2 separate regions of the Hordeum vulgare genome follow, and region 2 is linked to region 1. The links are chromatin contacts, called in public Hi-C maps. All regions are on one chromosome and are shown on one strand. Each heading gives the region's core, a stretch centred on a gene start, on an enhancer-like site or on the middle of the called end of the contact. The rest is flanking DNA. Distances are from core to core; before and after follow the strand shown. Region 1 has its middle 66 kb from the start of LOC123439347. Region 2 holds the start of LOC123439347 (transcription factor MYBS2-like).

Region 1 (3,478 bases), core at 332-2,831:
GCCGCGCACTGGCCTAACCCATACGGCGTCGCGCCCTGGCTAGGCCCCTCCGGCGTCGCGCCATGGCCGGCCCCCTCCGGCGTCGCGCCGTGGCCGACCCCCTTTGACGTCGCGCCCTGGCCGGCCCCCTCCAGCGTCGCGCCCTGGCCGGGGCCATCTGACATCGTGCCCTGGCCGGATCCATCCGGCGTCGTGGCCTGGCCGGGCCCCTCCGGTGCGGATCCATCTGTGGCACCGCCGCCGTCCATCTCGCTAGGGTTTGGGTGAACGAGAGAAAGAATGGGTTGGGTTCTGTCGTGGGAGAGAGGCATCGCTCGGGGGTTTCTCTCCTTTCTTTTTTTTTCTATGGACATGGACAGTTTCATCAATGCAATTTCACTTTAACGGCGTGGGCTAACAGAATGACCAGAAATGTTAGATAAGGCAAAATATTTACACTCGGTGCTACATAAGGAAGAAACATTTTTTGAGTGTTAAATAAGGAACCAACATTTAAAATAGTGTTATATAAGGAATTTTCTCTAGATTCATCCACAAACAGTACAGTCATGAGTCATCTACACAACATAAACTTAAAACTACAAACTAGGCCCTGCATATTATATAAACAGATTTACTATTTCACATCTAAATGTAACATATTTATCTTACATCTAAGTTCAAACCCGTTCATCTTTGTTTGTCTTTAAAATTCGTACATCAAGATTTATTTTTTCCTTCCAGTTTTCTAGCAACTAAAAAATGAGCACGCACTGTAGATCAAACCCACGACCATTTGTTGCATCGGTTCGGCACTAACCAACAACCAGCCTCCAACTTGCGTAGATTTATTTCACTTTTTCTCCTTTACTTCGTCCACCATTTAGGCTTGTTTTTTTCTTTGTCTTATCTTTTTCATTTCTTCTTGTTGTTTTCTTTAATGTTAATTTTAAAATTCGTGAACCTTTTCTTAAATTGATAAACCTTTTCAAATTAGGTTATTATTTACCGATTTTGATGAACTTTTTTGAAGAGTGGTAAAGTTTTTTCTAAAGCGATGACTTTTTTTCAAATTCATGAACCTTTTCTCAAAATTGATTAACTATTCTTAAATTCGTGAAATTATTTAAAAATCGCTGATCTTTTTTAAAATTTGATGAGCTTTTATCAAAATGATTTTTTTTTCAAAATATATGATTGGTTTTCAGAATTGATGAACTTTTCATGATTTGTGATTTTTGTGCGTAATTTCTTTTTCAATTTCATGAACTTTTGTGAACCATGAACATTTTAATATAAGATGTGAATGTTTTTTTTATTTTACGAACATATTTAAATTGAATAAAAAACGGAGGTTTGTCTTTTTGAGAACCAGCAGCATATCAGAGCCGAGAAAATACTAGTTCATCAAGCGAGAGATGGAAAAGGAGTGGGAGCGAGCGAGGGAAGCGATGCTTAAATAGGCCACGATCCGTTGCGTTCGTGTGGGCGCCCGATCTTCTAACCGACGCTGAAAGGCGCCAATTAGGAGGTCCCATGCATGTCCAAATCCATGTTAGTTAGGGTGGGCCGTTGTTGGGTTTTCTTTTTCACGAACTCGGGCTGAAAGCCGTTGTTTGTCTTTGTTGTGGGCTTATTTATACATTTTATTTGTGGATTGGGCTATCCGTGTGCTTGTTGGTTGCATATTTTTTGAATCAATATGATTGAGAGCGGCGAGGCACAAAACACGATATAGGTACGCTCCAAGAATTATAAGACCTTAGGGTGGCAACTTGTATTTTTTGTTTGATCTTTTGAAACAAGGTCTTTTTTCCTTGTTTCGTTTTTTCCAATTTCTCTTTTGGGTTTTAAATTTTAGTTTTTCCTGCTTTCCTCTTTCTTGGTCATTTTAATATCCTTGTTTTTTAAATATCATAAGCATATTTTAAATTTACAATATTATTAAATGATGTTTCGTCTAAATTTGTCACCGTTTGATTTTATTTTTCGCTTTATCTTTTACCTCGTTAGCCGATGTTTATTTGTTCGTATCATGTTTGTTGGCTAGGCCCGTTTAGCTTTATCTTTCACCTCGCTTGCACTCTTGTGGCACAATTCTTACCCGATGTGTGTTGTAGAAGCCGAACATGCATGCTATGTTACTTGTCGTTCCCTTTTCTATTTCCTTTCAAGTTCAATGTCAAAGATATATGCGTTATAGAAAGGTGAAAGCACAATTGCTTCCTAAGGTGGTTTTGGTAATTAATAACAACATATGTGTCATTGAACTAATGATTCTATCCAAGTATATTTAAAAAAAGTTCAAAGATGCATTGGCTAAATGATTGTGAGGAGAAGCCCCTTGAAGCAAGGAAAGGAATAGTATTGGTCAAGCTTCAAGCTACAAGACTCTGCATTTTATATTTGTGAGAAATCACTTTTGAGTCTATAGGAATGTCAATACTATTAAAAGGGGGTGAGAAATCTATGATGAATTGGTTGCTCAAGTGCTTAGAGACATCCACCAAAAATACTCAGCCATTTTCCTACAAAATTCTCTTTCCAAAGCCTAAACATCAAAATTGGTGCCACCAACAATTTCCATTCAATCCTACTGATTTTTCTAGAGACACAGCCTATGCCAAACCCTAGAATGCCGGTACCACCAACTTTCATTTCGGTGACACCGAAAATGAGTGACCAGCTTTCTGATTTGGAATCGGAATTTTCGAGTTCTGAAATCGGTCTCACCGAGATTTGGAAACTACCCTAGGCCACCATATCGATACCATCGAGATTCCTATATCAGTCTCACCGAGAATCCAACAGTTGCCACACTTAGTCCAACTCGGTACCATCAAGATTCATGTGGGTGTCACCGAGTTGGGCAATAATGTTATAACGGTTGGATTTTTGGAGATGCCTATATATACCCCTCCACCACCTCTCATTCGCAGAGGAAGCACTGAGAACACACACACTTGCCATATCTGTTTTTCTAAGAGATAGCCACCTACTTATGTGTTGAGATCAAGATATTCCAATCCATCCATTAGAAACTTGATCTCTAGCCTCCCCAAGTTGCTTTCCACCCAATCAATCTCTCCTATCCATGCCAAATCTGTGAGAGAGTGATTGAGTGTTGAGGAGACTATCTTTTGAAGCACAAGAGCAAGGAGTTCATCATTCTACCGCATCTTTTATCTTTTGGAGGTGGTGCCTCCTAGATTGGTTAGGTGTCGCTTGGAAGCCTCCTACTTCGTGTTGTGGAGTTGAACCAAGAAGTTTGTAAGGGCAAGGAGATCTCCTACTTCGTGAAGATCTACCCCGAGTGAGGCTAGCCATGTGTGGACGTCGGCCATGGTGGAATAGAAAAGGCCGCTTCTTTGTGGATCCCTGGTGGGTGGAGCCCTCCGTGGACTCTGTCAGACGTTACCCTCCATGGATTGAAGTCTCCACTAACGTGGACGTACAATAGCACCACCGATCGGGACCACGCCGAAAATCGTTGTGTCAA
Region 2 (3,583 bases), core at 594-3,093, 66 kb before region 1:
TCCATACGCTAGCTGAAGAAGCTACTACGACGATCGAACGGACAACAAGGTTAGCACGGCAACAAGAACAGGGACACCAGGTAAATCCTTTCGGCCAAGCCCGGCAGCCGGGGATCAATCACAGCACCTTGATGGCATCGACCGCGCAGTGGCGAGGAGGCCCGATGCTGAGCTCCAGGATGCTGCTGGGAGAGGAAGACATTGCCAGCTCAAGCCCGGAGGCAGCCATGGCGGTCAGCGACATTCCGGTGGGGAACTTTGATCTCTTCTTCGCATGGTCAGTTAGTTCATCAGCCTGCCAGAAGAAAGGACCCGGTTGCTGTAAAGCTTTTGCTCACACTGTTGTGACTACATCAGATATGTTCTGAGATGCAACTAAAGGTGCTAGATGGCTTTACCTGCATCTGGGTGTTGTTGTTGTTGTTGCCCCTGATGACTTCAGAATAACTTGGTAGCTGAGGCGAGGTTCAGGATTCAGTCAGTACTCAGACAAAATGGAAACCCGATCTAGTTCTAGCAGGAAACGAAATGAAACACGAGTTGCGTGGAATTTACCGGCACGTCGCCGTGGTCGGTGTGGAGTATCTTCTCGGCAGGAGCAAGCTTGGTTCCAACACTGTGAGGACTCGGCAGCTGAAAACCAATTTGAAATTCAGCGGAGTGCATAAGTTAGGTGCTGGATCCGATGGATGTTTTGATTAACTTGGCGCGAACTGGACTGGACCGGATCGAGCACCTGATCGTCGTAGCCGTGGCCGGCGGGGATGCCGACGTCGAAGAGGCTGGCCCGGCGCTTCTTCTTGCCGGGGTTGGTCTGCCGGAGGAAGTACTTCTGGGCGTGGCTGGCCACCTGCGTGGCCGTCCTGGTGGTGACGAAGTTCTTGGAGATGCCTCTCCAGTCCCCCTTGCCCAGCTGCTTCAGACCCTCCAGGAACTTCCTGTGCTCCTCCTCGGTCCACGGAATCCCTGAACCAGAATATCATCTCAATCAACCACTTGCGCCATGATGATTCATGGTACGAACTACTATTACTAGGAAGCAACACGGAGCGACTAATCAAATTGTTGTTCAGGTGGGATCGTAAGATCCATCGACTAGTACACTTGGATTGGATGATACATAAAGGTCATGATAGCTCCAAGTCAGTTTCTTAATTCCTTTGATCCAGGACGGAATTTCCACTCACAAATCACTAGATTAGTTAAGCGATCAGATGATTATGCCCAAAAAACGGCCGGAATCTGTACACCGCACGAAGGAATGGAACAGTAGAGCTCTCTACGGGTTGCACAAGGCAGACAGGAGGGTAGAAGAACCAAGAAACCTTGCGTGATCCAGATGGAGGTTGATCAAGCTGTTACCTTTCTTGCGCTCCTGGGCCTTGCGGCGGCGGCGCTTGAGCTGCGGCGTGGACGCCAGCTCGCCGTCGTCGGAGGCGTAGCCCTTGTCGTGGCTGGCGCTGGCCTCGCCGCGCGGTAGAATCGGGCCGATGGAGGCGAGGTTGGGCATGCTGGTGCTCTTCTTGAGCTCCATGGGCTCCGCGTCATCCTCCTCCTCCTCCTCCGCTCCGCGGACCTCGACGCCGAACAGCCTGAAGAGCACCGCCTTCCTCGCGCCGCCCTCCTCCTCCATCCCGACGGAGCCGGGCGTTGCGGGGTCGCTGTCGCTGACGGAAGAGGTCGGATCAGGCGGAGGATGGTGGCGGTATCTTGTTGGAAGTGGATTGGACGTTGGATGATTTGGAGGCTACCGCACGAGGGGAGGGAGGGCCGGGAGAGACTGACTCTCGATCGGTGGGTGGGTGGCTTTGTCCTCACTGCCTACTTACCGGCACCTGCTACCGTCTCCCCTCGTTCTCCATTTATAAGCGCGTCCAGCTTCTTTTTTTCTCCACAACTTACTTTCTGGAGCAGGCTTTTAATTCAAGAAAATAAAAACACTCATACTTTAGCCAACCGTAAATGCTTCACTTCTTAATCTCCTGCCTCGTTTTCAATTTTTTATTTATTTTAAACTATCTACGCTATGGAGAAATTGTAGGATGGACCACCCCTTTGCCACGCCCGCTGCCGCCATGTCATACTGCATTGTAGGAGGAAGTTTTAGGTGATACACACTCGTGGACCGTTGGATATCATATCTAACGTAGTCTATTCGTGCGTAATTCTTGAACTTCTAAGGGATTTCTTTGCAAAATGTTCTGGGAGCCATTGGATTTGAGATCCAACAGTTTCTAGGAGCTCGTAGCATGGTAGCATCTCAAGGCCGAGAGAGTCTCATATTCTCCGTGCATTGTACATCACTACTCTTGTTTTAATTTTTCCGCCTATCCATCATATACATAACCATCATCACTTTTTATTTTCCCATCGTCTATTGGCCGTCAACATTGCTATTGTTGTCCTTCTCATAGCCGACCCACCCTTCGGCGTACCTCTCTTGCCACCTCCACATGTACCCCCATCACAAACTCTACCTCGAGTAACGAAAATAAGCTTATATCTCCTCCCTCATCTCTTAGCCAGCTGCCCAACCTATGTATTTGTTCCTAACCTGTGTGACTTAGCCACCTCCTTCAACTCCTTTTTGACACCTTCAAACCAGTTTATGTGTCATTCTGATAACAAATAAATATATGTATCATAAAGTAGATAATATGTCTACAAATATCACCTGAAATTAACGCAAGTTTAGGCGATCCCGTGCTAGCAAATACATTGAAAAGCCACAAGTTGTAGCTATGCAAAATCACAAGTTTTATTAGAACAAACCATTGGTTTGTTTGTTTAGTGGTGGTTGACTATATTCAACACCCGGTTTGATATATATGATGCCTCATTAAGTTAGATGACTTCCTTGTAGGAGATGGGCTTTTCTATAATAACGAGATGCATGTGACAACTTCGACCATTTTGAAGTTTCATGACTCTAGTCATCAATACATACGCTCGGTTTTATATGATCGGTCTGATCAGCATTCATGAGTATTTATAGCCGTGCTCCTGAAATGCACCTTATACATCTGGGTAGACACTCCGATCAGTGACCGGTCACTGAATCGTGACCCAGTCGACCCCCTTGAACTCGCCCTATTCTATGGACTAATCGACACTCCTCATATGCAAACCATATATGGGGCAGATATGGGGAGGCCCAAACGCGCCTGGGCGCATCCGCCAGGTCGGATCAGACACATGGATCCACCTCAAATTTCACCAAATTGACCAAAACTACCAAACTGAGTGCCCTCATCTTGTGTTCGTCCTTCATTTCTCGCATTTCAGCTAGCCTTGCCCTCACCGCCATAGCAAGCAGGAAGCAACAACGAAGGATTTTGAGGCCAATGAGGTTGTGGACATCGATGTCAAAGTGTATCCTCCAATGCGACCACACGCCTCGTGTGTGTCCGTCCTTCCGCCAACATCCCCAACGCGGCCGCACCGAAGGTGACATAGAAGCTGCCATCGGCAGGCCATGTGCATCAATGATCCAACGTCTGAATGGGTAATTTTGGATGGACAAATGCATCCGGAGCCGTCGAAGATGGTGTGTGTCTCGCCAAAACTCCAACGGGCACACACA

What was found. A called contact is a pair of places that touch in the nucleus more often than the background predicts.
Region 2: a Hi-C map of leaf shows a contact between it and region 1, with 4 times the contacts expected there. The contact joins the promoter of LOC123439347 here to the enhancer-like site in region 1. A contact is called at or near these places in 2 of 6 Hi-C or Micro-C datasets (leaf and seedling) and 1 of 1 datasets of contacts at active chromatin or transcription factors (embryo).

Annotation. Positions count from the first base shown.
Region 1 is chr1H:386,026,069-386,029,546 of MorexV3_pseudomolecules_assembly, reverse strand. No RefSeq gene overlaps it. Among protein-coding and RNA genes, the nearest start is that of LOC123439347, 66 kb to the left of the region's middle. Within about 2 kb of position 1,581, at least 2 of the 3 cell types and tissues checked have open chromatin away from gene starts, as enhancers often do. A contact at or near this core is called in leaf and seedling, where this site is marked.
Region 2 is chr1H:386,092,102-386,095,684 of MorexV3_pseudomolecules_assembly, reverse strand. It overlaps LOC123439347 (transcription factor MYBS2-like), which reads right to left and starts at 1,843. Exons shown (of 5, transcript XM_045116075.1): 1 at 1,363-1,843; 2 at 737-966; 3 at 556-633; 4 at 399-455; 5 at 1-295. The coding sequence starts at 1,633. The coding sequence ends at 119.